2 separate regions of the Rattus norvegicus genome follow, and region 2 is linked to region 1. A link is a contact called in public Hi-C data. All regions are on one chromosome and are shown on one strand. Each heading gives the region's core, a stretch centred on a gene start, on an enhancer-like site or on the middle of the called end of the contact. The rest is flanking DNA. Distances are from core to core; before and after follow the strand shown.

Region 1 (7,617 bases), core at 425-2,924:
TCACACCGTCCCCTTCCCTTCTCCTTTGCCATAACCTAGGTCAGGACTGCACAGCCCTGGTACCTTGGACTAGAGAGATCATGACTACTCAAAGCCATACAAGTCAGAGGCAAAAAAAATAGCACGCAGCCCTGAACAAGCCCTGAGAGGCCCATGACAAGGCCCCAGCACAGCATCTCCCTGGTGAGCAGACTGAGGTGGGGCTTCTGCACACATTATTTTCACAGTCTTGGCAATAGCCCCTAAGCTAGACCTTTTCATCTCACTGCACAGATGACACAGGTGCCTGGTGTGTTTGGGGACTGGGGTAGAAGGGTGACAGTTGAACCCTGAGTGAGTAGATGGAGTGAGCTATCTGACCAGCAGTCCCTGTGTAGGGTCATGTTCAGTGACTGCCACAGATAGTAGTCACAAGGCTCACTAAGTATTGTAAACCAACCTGCATTTAGGGCCACAGCAGACTTGCCAAGAGCTCACTACCTCCAAAAGCAAGGTCCTCATGTGTCCAGAAAGACATTTTTAGAGAGAGGAAGTCCTCAAACTATGGAGGGAAGTCTGAAGAACTGGGATTCTGTTGCCCCTGAGAAGCAGAACTCTCGCCCCAACTGTTTAGAACCAGACAGAAAGCCAATGGGGAAGTTTGGAATGGCCACAAAGGACAGGTGGGTGGAGCCAAAATCCCTAGCCAGTCTGCTGGAGGGGTTTGCAGCAGAAAGATAGGCACGGATCTGGGTAAGGCTGGATTAGCCCAAAGGTAGACAGGCTAGACCTCAAGTCCCCTGGCCCCAGCTCAGTGATATGACTCTCCATGGAGGGACAGTAGCCAGGCATAGGGGACAGCAGGGAGGCAGAGACAAGTGCATACAACCCACTGTCTGATCTGTCTGTGAACCTATTACACTCTCTCGGCCAAATGCTCCAAACCACGTTCTCCCAGGGGCAGCATTGGCTTGGGGCCTCCCCATGTGCCTCTCCATCATCTTTTGCTACTGATCACCGAATACCTTGGCTGGACACTTGATCCTCCTCAGTCAGCAGGACATACATCCCCATGGGGCAGAAGGGTGAGGGACAACTCCAGGAATGAGGTACAAAAGCATGAATTAGCATAAATAATGAATAAGTATGAATTGATGTTCATGGTGGCTACAAGAATCAGTCTCATCAATCAGGAAGTGGACGGCTCAGTTGTCTTGATGTGCAGTTTAATTTTGAGCTGGGAGTGGAATGGAAGAAGCACACATCAAGGCTTGAGGTGCGGGGTGAGCTGGGGGAGCGGTGCCCACACATCTGTGCCTGTGTGTTTTAATGTGTGATGGTGTGAGTGAGCCTCTGGTGGTGTGTCTGCGTTTGTTCTGGCGGTGTGGCCCTGCGTGTTTGTCTGTGGACTAGTCTCGTGGCCATGCACCCATATGAGTTGCTATGGGTGTCGGTGAGTACAGCTGTGGGTGTGGCTGTGGTGGAGGAGAGTGTGCGTGGGGTGTGTCCTGTGGAACTGTGGGGATGGCTGGTGGGCAGAGGCTGAGTGGAGGTCACTGCTGGTCTGGTGCCAAGTGCACCCGCAGTCGGCGCCCAGCGCGCTGGGTCCGCAAGGCTAGATAAAGCCTTCTGGCAGCGGATGCCTGTCAGTGTGCACGGTCTCCCAGGGCCCTGGAATACGGCCTCTATCGCCCGGCTGACGCCACCCTGCGTGTGCGGAGCCGCGGCTAAGGCACCCGCTCTGGCCCCAGCCCAGGGTGAGCGGTGCCCAAGGCGCGGAGCCTCTGGGGGAAGACAGAGGGGGGCGACAGCAGGATGGGCGCGGCCTCGGATCCGGTGCGGCACTGAGAGTTCTCCAAGGTGCTAAAATAAACCGAGCGAAGGATCAGGTTTCCCGACCAAAATAACCCAGCAGCAGCCTTAGAAATGTGAACCGGGAAAGTGATCCCTGGCGCGCGCCAGCGCTGGAGGCGGTGATGAAAGCTGCTTCCCGTGGTGCTGGGGGCGGGAGGGTGGGGTGGGGTGGGGTGCTACTGGCCAAGGAGCGGTCGCCCCTCCAAACTCTGGTCCACCTCCCTTTCTCTTCTGTGGTCATTACTTCTGAGAGCAGCCTCCTGTTGGCCTTTGGGCTGTGACGGCCAGGTGTGCAATTTCTTAGAGCCAGGCTCTGAACTCCGCCTACTGTGTACCAGAGCCTGCCTAGCCGTGTGAACAGGCAGTGTGAACAGGCAACAGTAGCAGCACCCAGGGACTGCCACCTTGCATGGAGAACATTAAAAAATAAGTAGTACAAGGGTGTTAATTGACACAGATTTTAGTAAACAAACAAAAAACTGAAGAATGTCAGAACACAGGGCACCCTACTGGCTGGCACCCTACTGGCTGGCTCACTTGGGGTGAGCCTGGGTGGTGAGTTCCTTTGCTTCTGAGCTTTGATTTTTCTCCTCGATGCTACTGGGTCAGAGTGCACGTGTGTGCAGTGGCTGGGGCAGGTGAAATACCCAAGGCCAGACTCATACAAACAAGTATTCAGAACATGCTTCTGGTAACTGTGCTTGTGAATATCAACATTGGGTTTATCCCAAACATTCAAGACAGCAAACTGGTCCAGCTGCCAGAAACTCCTGCTCTTGAGAGAAAGAGAAGTAGTGTAGTCACATGGTCTGGGATCGTGTTGTACAACAGTCTCCTCCAAGACTGAAACATTCCATTCCGCAAAGCGGGGGCAGGCAGGCAACTCAAAATAGCTTCAGGAAGTCCCTGAAACAAACCAGATTCACTAGGTCACCTCCCTGCCAGAGTAAGCAATAAAAGCTACAACAAAGATTCTCAGACAAGCAAGGCTGCAAAGAAGACTCTGAGACCAGACCAGCTACCTGGAAGAGATTTAGATCGACTGAGTCACTTGGAAAGGACACTCTTCAATCTGTTGAATTGCCTGCAGGCACCCCAGTTTGCCATCTTTTGTGATATTCCTTGTTCATGTTCCTGTAGATAGCCCCAGTAAAACTCATAGCTCACTAAGTTGGATTGGTAGTATCTGTACTTTGGTCTGCCGTGGGTTCCCTGTCTAGGGAAATACTTGTGTGTGTTGTACCTCCCCAGGAAAAGCATTGCTATACAACACCCAAGGCCTGGATCAGAACCTTAGTACCTGGGTCAGACACACTTAGCTCCCACCCCAGGTCTCCACAAGCAAGGCTTGGGGACGTGCCAGGAGGCGATGCCTCAGGGGAGCCAGGACATCTGTGGGGATAGGACTGTGGCATATTCCTCTTGTACTCTCTGCAGATCCTTGCACACAGTAGGACTCAGAATGTGACATGTGAAACCACACAGGCAGGAGACATCGATGCTATAGGGGGCATGTAGCCAGAAACACTTCTCTTGAGCCAAGAGTGTGTGAGACTAGAGGAGTCCTAGCTCTGCGCCTGGGACTTGTGGAGTTTGTATACAGCAACAGCCTAGGTTAGCCCACCAAAGCCTGCAGGAATGGCACGCCAATATCCTGTTTTGCTTACATCTGTTTATAGTCTGTTCTGGAATGCAGGGATGTGTATGCTCACCCCACGATAGTTTTTTTTTTTTTTTTTGGTTCTTTTTTTTGGAGCTGGGGACCGAACCCAGGGCCTTGCGCTTCCTAGGTAAGCGCTCTACCACTGAGCTAAATCCCCAGCCCCTCCACGATAGTTTTGAATGCAATAGCTACTAAATAAAAGCAAGAAAGGTGGAAAGGTTTTGACATAAGGGATGACCCCTCTATGTGGCAAAATGTCGGACACTTACTGAGAGAGAATAGGGGCCTGAGAGAGTGCTCAGCGGTTAGAGTGCTCGCTGCGCTTCCAGAAGATCCAGCTTCGACTTCTGGCACACACGTAACTGCTCACGAGCTCCTGTATCTCCAGTTCCAGGGGACCTGATGCCCTCTTCTGGCCTCTGCATACGTGGTGCACATAAAAAAAAAACACGCAGACAAAACACACACACACACACACACACACACACACACACTAAACAAACAAGCAAATAAGAATGAAGGAATGAAGCTGATTGTTGTGGAAAAGTGGTCAAATCTATCTTATTAAGTGTAAAAGATGTCAAATTCTAAAAGGCTGTAAAAGCTGATCATATCTCAAATGTGTATTTATATACGAATAGATATGATAAGCCCAGATTTCATTTGTTTTTTTTTAATTTTTTTAGATCTATTTATTACATACACAGTGTTCTGCATATATATAACCAGAATAGGGCATCAGATCCCATTACAGATGGCTGTAAGCCACCATGTGGTTGCTGGGAATCGAACTCAGGACCTCTGGAAGAGCAGCCAGTGCTCTTAACCGCTGAGCCATCTCTCCAGCCCTTCATTTGTTTTTTATTGTCTGATTATTAGAAATAACTGGTTGATATGCCATGCTGCAATAATAAGACAAGGATCTCCCTTTAAGATGACACCTGGTTAGTGTATTTGTTTTCAAGTGATGGAATTGTAACTGTCATCTGTAATAAGTTTGTTGCAGTAAAGGCTGACCTTTTGACTGACAGTGGTAGCATACATCTTTGATCCCAGCACTTGGGAGGCAGAGAATTCTCTGTGAATTTGAGGCCAGCCTGGTCAAGACAGCCAGAGCCGCACAGAGAAACCCTGTCTCTAAAAACAAACAAACCAAAGTTATTGGCGATATTTTATTGTCTCTTATCTAGCTCTTCATTTCAAGGATCTGTGTCCTGGCTCTTCAGCTAAATGGCCAGAAGAGATCAATAAAAGCATTGTCTGAATAACTGATAGAATGCCAAAACTCTTGAGAAATTGGATTGTGTGGTCTGGTAGGTACTGGCAAGAGTTTATGGAGTGGAAGTAACCAGAGATCTCCCAGAAGACTGAGGAGTAGCAGGTCCTGGTCACAGGTAAAGAGCAGAGCCCCTTGTGTTGAGTGAGCCTTTTCAGAGTCCTGGGCAGATAAAAAGGTTTGCGTATGGTCATTGGCTAAGCCAGGGATTGAACCTGAGGCAGTTACTCTCCACAGTCTGTTTTTTTCTTTTCTTTTCTTTTCTTTTTCGGAGCTGGGGACTGAACCCAGGGCCTTGCGCTTGTTAGACAAGTGCTCTACCACTGAGCTAAATCCCCAACCCCTCCACAGTCTGTTTTAACCACTGACAGGCTCTGGAGCTAAATTGGACCCCATGGCCTCTGCAGAACTTAACTGGGCTCTCCAGCCAGAATAAAGTGCTGACACAGGCCTGGGTATTATTAGTCCTAGCTGCCTGGGCTCCTTATCCCCTGCTGAAGCCAACCCAGGTCATGGCCCCACCCTGAAGGGTAAGGTGACTCTCCTGGCAGAGAATTGATCAAACATTTCCAGGACCCCGTGGACTGAAGAATCAGAACCCAAAGGCTCCAGTGTCCCCACACTGGACTGCTTAGCGGTCTGGGTCTGCTTCGTTTCAGTTCCCGACTGGATACCTTCACCTATCTGAGCCTCAGTTTCTGTATACTGACCGAAGGCTACACATTCGCACTCTCCCTGAGGACATAGAGCCCACCTGTGCAATGTACATTATTTTGGTACATTGTGAACATTTTCACATGTTCCAGTTCCCTAAAAATGGCATTGGAAGGAGGATGCCTCCCCTCTCTTTCAGACCAAAGTATGTTTGTTTCAAAATTTTCTGCAAACCCCTTGTCTGGTGGTGGGTGATGGTTTCCTGACTCTGTACCAGGAGAGGAAGGAAACAGCAAAACAGGTGAATAGAAACAGTGCTAAGCAGGGCAGCACGCGCATTTAATCCCTGACCTCAGGAAGCTAGGCTGACGGATCTCTGCTAGTTCAAGACCAGCATGGTCCACATAGTGAGAACCCTGTCTCAAACGGAAATTAAATCATGTCCTTCAGAACAGCAGAGTGTGAACTATTACCAAGAGATGTTACCAGTATTTACCCAGTGATGTAAAGGTGCCTGCAGTGGGAGAGAAAAGTCACCCACAGAGAGGAAGTTCAATGGGGAGCTCCAGTTGCCTGTCTTAGCTTCCCTCACTGGTTTCTACTAGACATCCTAAGTGATGATGTCACCTCTGGTGTTATTTGTTTTTTTACTTGGAAGCCTCACTCACTCCAGGGGTCACTCTTGTCTACCCAGAACCCACTCTCCCAGGAACATCGGCTGACTGCCTCGAAGGGGCTTCCTCAGCCAATTTCGGATGGATGTTTCAGCACCTAATATGACAATGTTTGTCATCTGTCTACTTCTCTATCTGCCTATCAATCCATCCATCCATCCATCCATCCATCCATCCATCCATCCATCCATCCATCTATCTATCTGCCTATCTATTTGTCTATCTGGCTGGCTACCTACCTACATGCCTGACTTCTGCCTGCCTGCCTATCCATCTGTCTTTCTGGCTGGCTATCTGCCTTTTTATCTATCTGTCTGTCCATTCATCTGTCTATCTGCCTACCTAACTGCCTATCTATTCATTCATCCATCAATCTATCTGCCTGTCTATCTGCTTATCTGTCTCTCTGTCCATCGGCCGGCCTGCCTGCCTATCTATCTATCTATCTATCTATCTATCTATCTATCTATCTTGCATTTTTATCACTGTGATAAAACACCATGACCAAGGCAACTTACAGAAGAGTTTGCTTGGGCTTACAGCTCCCCGGGGTCAGTGTCCATGATGGCAGAGCAAAGGCTTGGTGGCAGCAGTGGGAAGACGAAGGCTCATTCATATCTTGAAACACAAAAAGACAGTGGACTCAAGATAACACGAGTCTTTAAACTCCAATAAGGCCACCTAAGCATCCTTAACAGTGCCACTAACTGGGCACCAGGTACTCAGATGTCTGAGACTTTGAGGGACACCTCATTCAAGCCTCTCCCTCTCTTTCTCTGCAATTTACTATTTATTCTTTTTCTTTGGCTTGGTTATTACTTAATAAACTCCTTTATTCACAACCAAAAGTGTGTCTATTACTGTTCGTTCTCCAGACCAGACAGAAGAAATTGTCTAAAGTCCAGAATGAGGCAGCTCTTGCCGTGTTGCCACACCCAGGAGGGAAGTTATGGTGTGGCCTGGCTCTCCCGCCCCATGCTTGGTCTGCACTGAACACTAGAAGAGGAGGGATAGGGTGGTCCCTGCCTAGTCTATCCCAGTATGCAACTGGGATTTGCAAGGAATCCCACACCGAGGGCCCTTGGATACTGGCCTCACCTCAGCAAAGAATGGGACAAAGTCAGGCCATGGGCTGGGTCCTTCTGAAGGAAAGAGGACGTTGTTCCATTTCATGTGGAGTCCCAAGGTAAACGGAACAATTACTTGGCATTTTACGAACTTCTATCTGAGCGCTTTCTGCAACTGTGAGAAGTGGGCACTATGATGCTGTGTTACCCATAGAAACACTAGGGCTCAGGAAAGAGGCAGGCTGAGCAAGGCCTTCCAGCTGATATGAGCTGATGTGAGAACCCCTGACTCTGGAGCCTGTAGGCTGCTCGGATGAGGCCATAGACAACAGAACCTGAGTTTGCTTCTTGTCCTTAGGATGCTCTGGGTGGACCTGGTCTTTGTGCATAGGCTCTGGGTCTTGGGCTGAGCAGAGCAGACAGACAAATCATAATCCCGATGTGATGAGA
Region 2 (6,887 bases), core at 993-3,492, 39 kb after region 1:
GAGTCACCCACTGGCTCCTGGGAACAGATTTTCAGCTTCCTTGCTCCAGCCCCAGCAGGGGTCCTTAGCTAGCCAGTCCATTCCGGGCTGAAGGCTGACCCCGCAGGGCTGACCCCAACTGTGTTTTCTCAAACTGTCTGAAGAAACAGCTCTGCAGTGTGGCTTCCTATGAGATAACCCGAGTTTCCCCTGGTGCCCCTTCTCACGTGGCCCGGAAGACTACGGGCTCTATCTTACTCTGTACAGGAAGAAAGAGCCTGGGTTGGAATGTGTCTCCTGATAACAGGATTATGAAGGGCTGGGATCCGGGTTGGCTACTCGTCCCAGGCTCTCGGGGATGTGTGGGACTCATTGATAAGGGTTCTCTGCAGGGGCCTTGGAGCTGAAGCCGTGCTACGGACCAGAGCTGAGAAAGGGTCTCAGACCTGGGTCCCATGGGGGCTTAGCATAGGCTATGTCTTGTGGTGTAGGAGGAGGGGGAGGAAGGAAAGGCCCTCAGAGTGTCCCAGAGGCCAGGAGGAACATGCCAGGTGTATGCAGCCTCTAACCCTTGGTCAAATCCTACAGATACCACAGGGAAGGACTGAGTTACGCAACCCATGATTTGCTGGGCCTGGTGGTACCGGCCTGAAATCGCAGCACTTGGACAGCAGAGGCAGCATGAGCTCATGTTTGAGACTATCTTGAGCTACACAGTGAGCCTGGTGTGGTGTTGCACACCGGAGGTAGAAGCAGGCGGATCTCTGTGAGTTCGAGGCCAGCCTGGCCTACAAATAGAGATCAGGGAAGCCAGAGCTAGTCACACTGTTTTATCCCCAGCACTTCATAAAGCAGCTTCTCAGGATCTGGAGGTCAGAGGGTCAGAAGTTCAATCATCCTTGGCCACAGAGTGGATTTGTAGTCAGTCTAGGTTACAGAAATAATAATTATTACTATTTTTACCATTATCAAGATGGTGGTGACGGTGGTGGTGGTGATGGTGGTGGTGATGGTGATGATGGTGATGGTGGTGATGGTGATGATGGTGATGGTGGTGATGGTGATGATGGTGGTGGTGGTGATGGTGGTGGTGATGGTGATGATGGTGATGGTGGTGATGGTGATGATGGTGATGGTGGTGATGGTGATGATGATGGTGATGGTGGTGATGGTGATGATGATGGTGATGGTGGTGATGGTGATGATGATGATGATGATGGTGATGGTGGTGATGATGGTGATGATGGTGATGGTGGTGATGATGGTGATGGTGGTGATGGTGATGATGAATGGATGGATATGTGAGTATCAGCTCCAGAATCAGTTCAGGCTTGAGCTCAAAACCATCTCTCATCCCTTAGGAGCAGATGGCTTTGTCTTGTAGGTGTCCGTGTCTCCATTCTGAGGAGACAGTAGGTATGGGTTTTATGCTCAAGATGGAATCTAGTGGCCCCCAAAACTCTCAGCAGATAGCCTTCACAGCATGATGCTGGAATGTTGATGGCCAGGTGGCCAAGGAGTGAGCCTGTTCTTACAAAGTCATGAGCAAGCCTACGACAGCTATGCCAGAAAGGTGGCAGAGGCCTGGGGAGGCTCCTGGAGTCTGGGACAGGAAAGGTTACAGAGGCCACAGAGCCAGAGCCGAGAGCCTCTGTCTGAGGTATCTGGACCCTCAGTCCTTCCTCTCATCTGCCTCTTCACTGTCATAGCTGGCCCCATGTGGGTGCCTTGCCCCATCAGCCAGTGCCTACCCAGATTAACCAGGTCCCTGGAAGCTAATGCTACATGGGTGCCTTCGATAGCTTAAACACGGGGCTCCTAGTAGAGTCCACTTGACTGTGACTGGGGCCTTGTGTAGGCAGATGATGAGCTGACTAGTAGGAGCCCTGGCTTCCCAGATGGGCACACAGCGGGCCCTCCCCAAAGCCATTTTTAGAATAATCCTTGTAGCTCAGCACCAGAGCATTTAACTCTCTCTGAGGACAGCCCCAAGTTGGGCACTGGCTGCCACTTACCATAGAGGGTTCAGCCTGAGGTGGACAGTGCAGGTGGGAGGGAGGAAACACTGGAGTCAAGAGTGTTCCTGCTACCAAGACATACCCTGCTATGTCTTGTGATTTTGCAACTCAAGAGCCCCCTGACTCAGCAGTGTATTAATAACCCTGGCTGGTTCCCAGGGGACCAGCTCTGCCAGGGGCCAGTCAGAAAGGACTTCCAGACAGGAACTCCTTGTATCCATGGCTAATCCCACACCTCCTGGCTGCTTCCTCATTTCTCCCCTCCCCCAACTCCCTGCTGCCCCAGAGCCCACCTTCTCTACAAGGAATCTTAGGGATAGACCTCCCTCCCCACCCTTAAGCAGTCCCTTATAGCTCTCCAGGCTTAAGAGAGCCACCTGAAAGGGAGCTGGGAGAGAAGACGGGACAGCGGTGGAGGAGAGGACAACATCTGGGCTGTTAAGCCAGAGCCACGTTCAGCCCCAGCCTCTGGTTTCTGTTGTGGCCACCTGCAAGTTCCCACTTAATAACGTTGGACTTTTGTTTCTTGCTGTAAAGTGGGCATCTTACTGGGGCTTCTCATTTCTGGGTTTGCTGTGAGGACAAAATGTAGTAGTTGTCACAAAGAGCAAGTCTTGGGACTGACATCTTGTCATCCCTGTAACCGCATCTCTGGGTCTCCACATACCTTGTAGGCAGCACATTCTAGACTGAGTTTCCGTCTTCCTGCGCCCTCTAGTGTTTACAAGCTGTTGTTGCAGCAGGATCGATCTTCGTGGACTCATGCCTGTTTCTTTTTTCGTTTTTGGTTTCTTTGGGTTTTTCCTTCCCTCTCTTCCTCCTTTCATTCTCTTTCCTTTTTTTCTGCTTGTTTTTTTTGAGACAGGATCTTTTGTAGCCCAGACTGGCCTGCAATTCTCTATTTAGCTGAAAGTAACCCTCCCTCCTCCTCCCCAGTACTAGAATCATAGGATAAGCAAATATGCCCCCTCCTTTCTGGAGCTCAAACTGGTTCTCCCATCCTTGGGGTGAGCCCTGGCTTTTTGGGTGCTGGGGATGGAAGCCTGGGCTCCCTGCATGCTAGGACAGTTCTTTCAACTGAATACAATCTTTAGCCCCCATCAGGTATCCTTTCTGATCCAAGCCTCTGTAGCAAAGCAGACTACAAATGGAGACAGGGGTCCCCTCCCCCTTCCCTTTGGATGCTCAAAAAGACCGGACAGAATGATTTGGGTACTTGTGAGCTAAGCCCTGGGATCTGGACTCAATGTGGGACAAACCACAAGGTCTCTGAACTCCTGAGTCTTTATCTGCAAAGAGGCCCTGAGACCTTGTGGGGAGGTGTTGGAGAGAGGGACTGGAGGACCCAGGAGGAGGCAGCCAGAGAGACCACAGCTGATAAACAAGAGTAGAGGAGGGCTCTTGAAAGATCTAAGAGGGTATAAAGCCCATGAAGGTCAAAGTTATCCAGGCTGGTGGGGAGCCAGGCACAGAAGGCTAAGTGTCACTATGACTGCAGTAGGGTGCAGAGCAATGATCCCAGGTTGCGGGGCCATATGGACCAGTGTCCCATCCAAGCCCAGCCCATCAGCCAGTATCCTTGTGGCCTGATGCTAACCTCAGTTTTTCCCATCTGCAGCATTAGCCAGGGCTAGCCCTCAGTCTGTTTACGAGGCACAGACCTCCAGCTAGCCCTGGCATAGGGTTCCTGAAGAGCTCTCATACCCTCCAGCCCGGCCATGAGCATCCATCCTGACCTCAGCCAGGGTATGCAGTAGAGACATGATGGATGGAGTTTTGCCCCGAGGATGTGATGTGAAAACTTAGCCTGTCTGTCTCTCTTAGCTTACAGAGGGTTAACAGTTGAGTTGTGCTCCCCATAAAGTATTGATGTGTTGGGACCTAACCATAGGCCCTCAGATATGACATTATGAAGCTACAGTAAGGTCACCTGGGTGGCCCTAGCTTACTAAGATCCCTTTATTAAAAAAAAAAAAACAAAACAAAACAAAAACCCCAGCTCCGAAAAAAGAAAAAGAAAAAAAAATAGGGGTTGGGGATTTAGCTCAGTGGTAGAGCGCTTACCTAGCAAGCACAAGGCCCTGGTTTCCAAAAATAAATAAATAAATAAATAAATAAATAAATAAATAAATAAATAAATAAATAAATAAATAAAATAAAAAATAAATAAATAAACCCAGAAAACAAACAAGCAAACCACAGCTTACACCAGGCCCAGGGTTTGAGCCCCAGACCTAGCAAACAGAACGGGTGAAATTAGGAACTGGGAGCGCTACTCGCAAGTGTGAGGAACTGAGGTCAGCCCCTTTGGCACCCGTGTAAAAGCCAGGAGCAGTAGTGTGCATCTGCAATCCCGCCCTGGGGGACAGAGACAGGAGGCATGCTGGCCACAGTCAGGCTGACATGCTGAAGTCCAGGTTCACTGAGAAACCTCGCCTCAAAAAAAAAAAAAAAAAAAATAGAGTCAACTGAAAACACACACGCGGTGGGGCGGGCAGGGAGGGTTCCGAGCAGAGAGAAGAGCACATGAAGGCACAGGAAGAGGGGTCTGTGCAGACAGAAGGTGGCAGCCATGCATTCACAAGGAAAGGAATAAGAGTCAGAGGTTACCGAGAGGCGTGGCCAGATGGGAGGGCGGGGCAGGACAAGAGGGAGGGCACGGACGGGAGAGAGGAGCCAGAGGGGAGGAGGGGCCAGAGGGGAGGGAGGGGCCAGACCTAGATAGCCCTTCCCTGTGTCTTCACACCTTAGCTTTAGACCTCTGATCCTCAAAACTGTGAGGCGATACATTTCTAGCCGTTAAGCTACCCAGCCTGTAGTACTTTGTTACAGTGTCTCTAGTAAACTAAAGTACCAGTACCCAAACCCTAGCCCTAATCCTCGCAATGTAATAAACACTGGAAACATTACAAATAAAACAAGACAAAGAGCCTCCTGAGTTAGTACCAGTATCTTATTGAATTTAAACTTCTAGGCCATGTCTAGATCATACTCAGCTCAATCAATATTCTCTGAATTCCTCTCTGTACCCAGTCTCAGTATTCCGGTGAAGTACCCTCCTTCCAGATCTTCAGAGCCAGTGCTGGCTACAGATGACTGACTGCAACTGGAACAAATACAGACCTTGTGGCACCCCCTGCTGGCCATCTTCAGGTATAGCACAGCAATTGTCTCCCCAGAACCGAAAAAAGGTGATTGTCTGCTGGAAATTTATTGAAGGCAGGTGAGGGCGCTGCAGGACACACTAGTAACGGTCTAGATGTCTAGACTTGATGTCTGGAGAAGTAGCAGGACGTTGCATAGAACCTGGATGGCAAGGAAGTCCCTGATCAGAAATGAGGTGCAGGGCAGGGTAAGATGTAAACGCTCTGTATGGAAGGCCGTTGGAATCCCATCATGGGTGGGACAAGTATTAAAGGCAGGGGACCCTGGGTAAGTGCCAGTCTGCATCCAGCCAGGAACACTGACCCAGGAAGGTGTTGAGGTCCTGGGGTGTGTGTGTGTGTGTGTGTGTGTGTGTGTGTGTGTGTGTGTGTGTGTGATTTCTTCCAGAGCTTTACATGGCAGCATTTCCAAGGAGGTCGGAGTCAGGAAAGGCATGGGGTAAGGGAAGGGTTCCTGGACATCTAGCCTGGGCTGAGATCTTCCCTAGGATGAGGAGAGAAGAACAGGCTAGGGGAGTGGGTAGGGGAACATCCCATGCATGGATACAAACCACAGATCTCGCCTCAAAGGGAGTAAGAAGAGACAGTTTTACTCTTGGGTTGAGGAGATGACTTGATGAAGAAAGGATTTGCTGAAAAGGCAAAAGACCAGAGTTAAGATTCCCTAGAACCTGGGAGCTGGAGAGATGGCTCAGCAGTTAAGAGAACTGATTAAGGGGTTGGGGATTTAGCTCAGTGGTAGAGCGCTTGCCTAGGAAGCGCAAGGCCCTGGGTTCGGTCCCCAGCTCCGAAAAAAAGAACCAAAAAAAAAAAAAAAAAAAAAGAGAGAGAGAGAGAGAGAACTGACTGCTCTTCCAGAGGTCCTGAGTTCAATTTCCAGCAACCACCTCAGAAGCATCTGTAATGGGATCTGATGCCCTCTTCTGGTGTGTCTGAAGACAGCTCCAGTGTACAGTATACAAATAAATAAATTATTTAAAAAAAAATCTTCAGAACTCAGGTAAAAGGCCAGGGGGGATCCCAGGGACAAACCAGCTGGCTAGACTAGTCAGAACAGGAGCACTGCCGATTCAGTGAGACAGTGAGAGACCCCACCTCAGTGCATAAAATGGAAGTTGATGGAGGAAAATCTCAACGTCGACTTCAGGCCTCCACAACACACACACACACACACACACATACACACACACACACACACACACACACACACGTCTACATACATGCAAACACTCAGAGGCTAGAGCCGTAAGCACAAACAAGCTCCTTCTATATGTTGCTTTGGTCATGGTGTTTTTTGTTTTTTTTTTCTCCAGAGCTGGGGACCAAACCCAGGGCCTTGCACTTGCTAGGCAAGCGCTCTACCACTGAGCTAAATCCCCAACCCCTGGTCATGGTGTTTTATCACAGCAACAAAAAAGTACCTTAGCTGGGTAGTGGTGGTACACGTCTTTAATCCCAGTGCTTGGGAGGCAGAGGAAGACAGAACTCTGTGAGTTCAGGGCCAGCCTGGTGTACAGAGTAAGTCAGGACAGCCAGGACTACACAGAGAAACTAACTCTCTCTCTCTCTCTCTCTCTCTCTCTCTCTCTTTCTGTCTCCATATATATATATTCATTCCCCCCTCGGTAGTTTGGTTTTGTTAGAGAAATTTCCTTTTGTAGCCCAGGCTGGCCTCAAACTCTCAATCCTCCTGTCTCTGTCCCACTGCATCTGACTCTAGTTTGTT

What was found. A called contact is a pair of places that touch in the nucleus more often than the background predicts.
Region 2: a contact with region 1 is called in a Hi-C map of psoas muscle, with 3 times the contacts expected there. The contact joins two enhancer-like sites. A contact is called at or near these places in 4 of 12 Hi-C or Micro-C datasets (frontal cortex, hepatocytes, liver and 1 more).

What each region holds. Positions count from the first base shown.
Region 1 is chr3:35,773,532-35,781,148 of GRCr8, forward strand. It overlaps LOC134486353 (a long non-coding RNA gene), which reads left to right. Exons shown (of 2, transcript XR_010065158.1): 1 at 1-183; 2 at 938-4,554. Among named protein-coding and RNA genes, the nearest start is that of Plpp7, 4.9 kb to the right of the region's middle. Within about 2 kb of position 1,675, at least 10 of the 93 cell types and tissues checked have an H3K27ac peak or open chromatin away from gene starts, as enhancers often do.
Region 2 is chr3:35,811,484-35,818,370 of GRCr8, forward strand. LOC120101521 (a long non-coding RNA gene) reads right to left here. Exons shown (of 3, transcript XR_005502079.2): 2 at 5,713-5,793; 3 at 4,200-5,303. Among named protein-coding and RNA genes, the nearest start is that of Plpp7, 33 kb to the left of the region's middle. Within about 2 kb of position 2,243, at least 5 of the 93 cell types and tissues checked have an H3K27ac peak or open chromatin away from gene starts, as enhancers often do.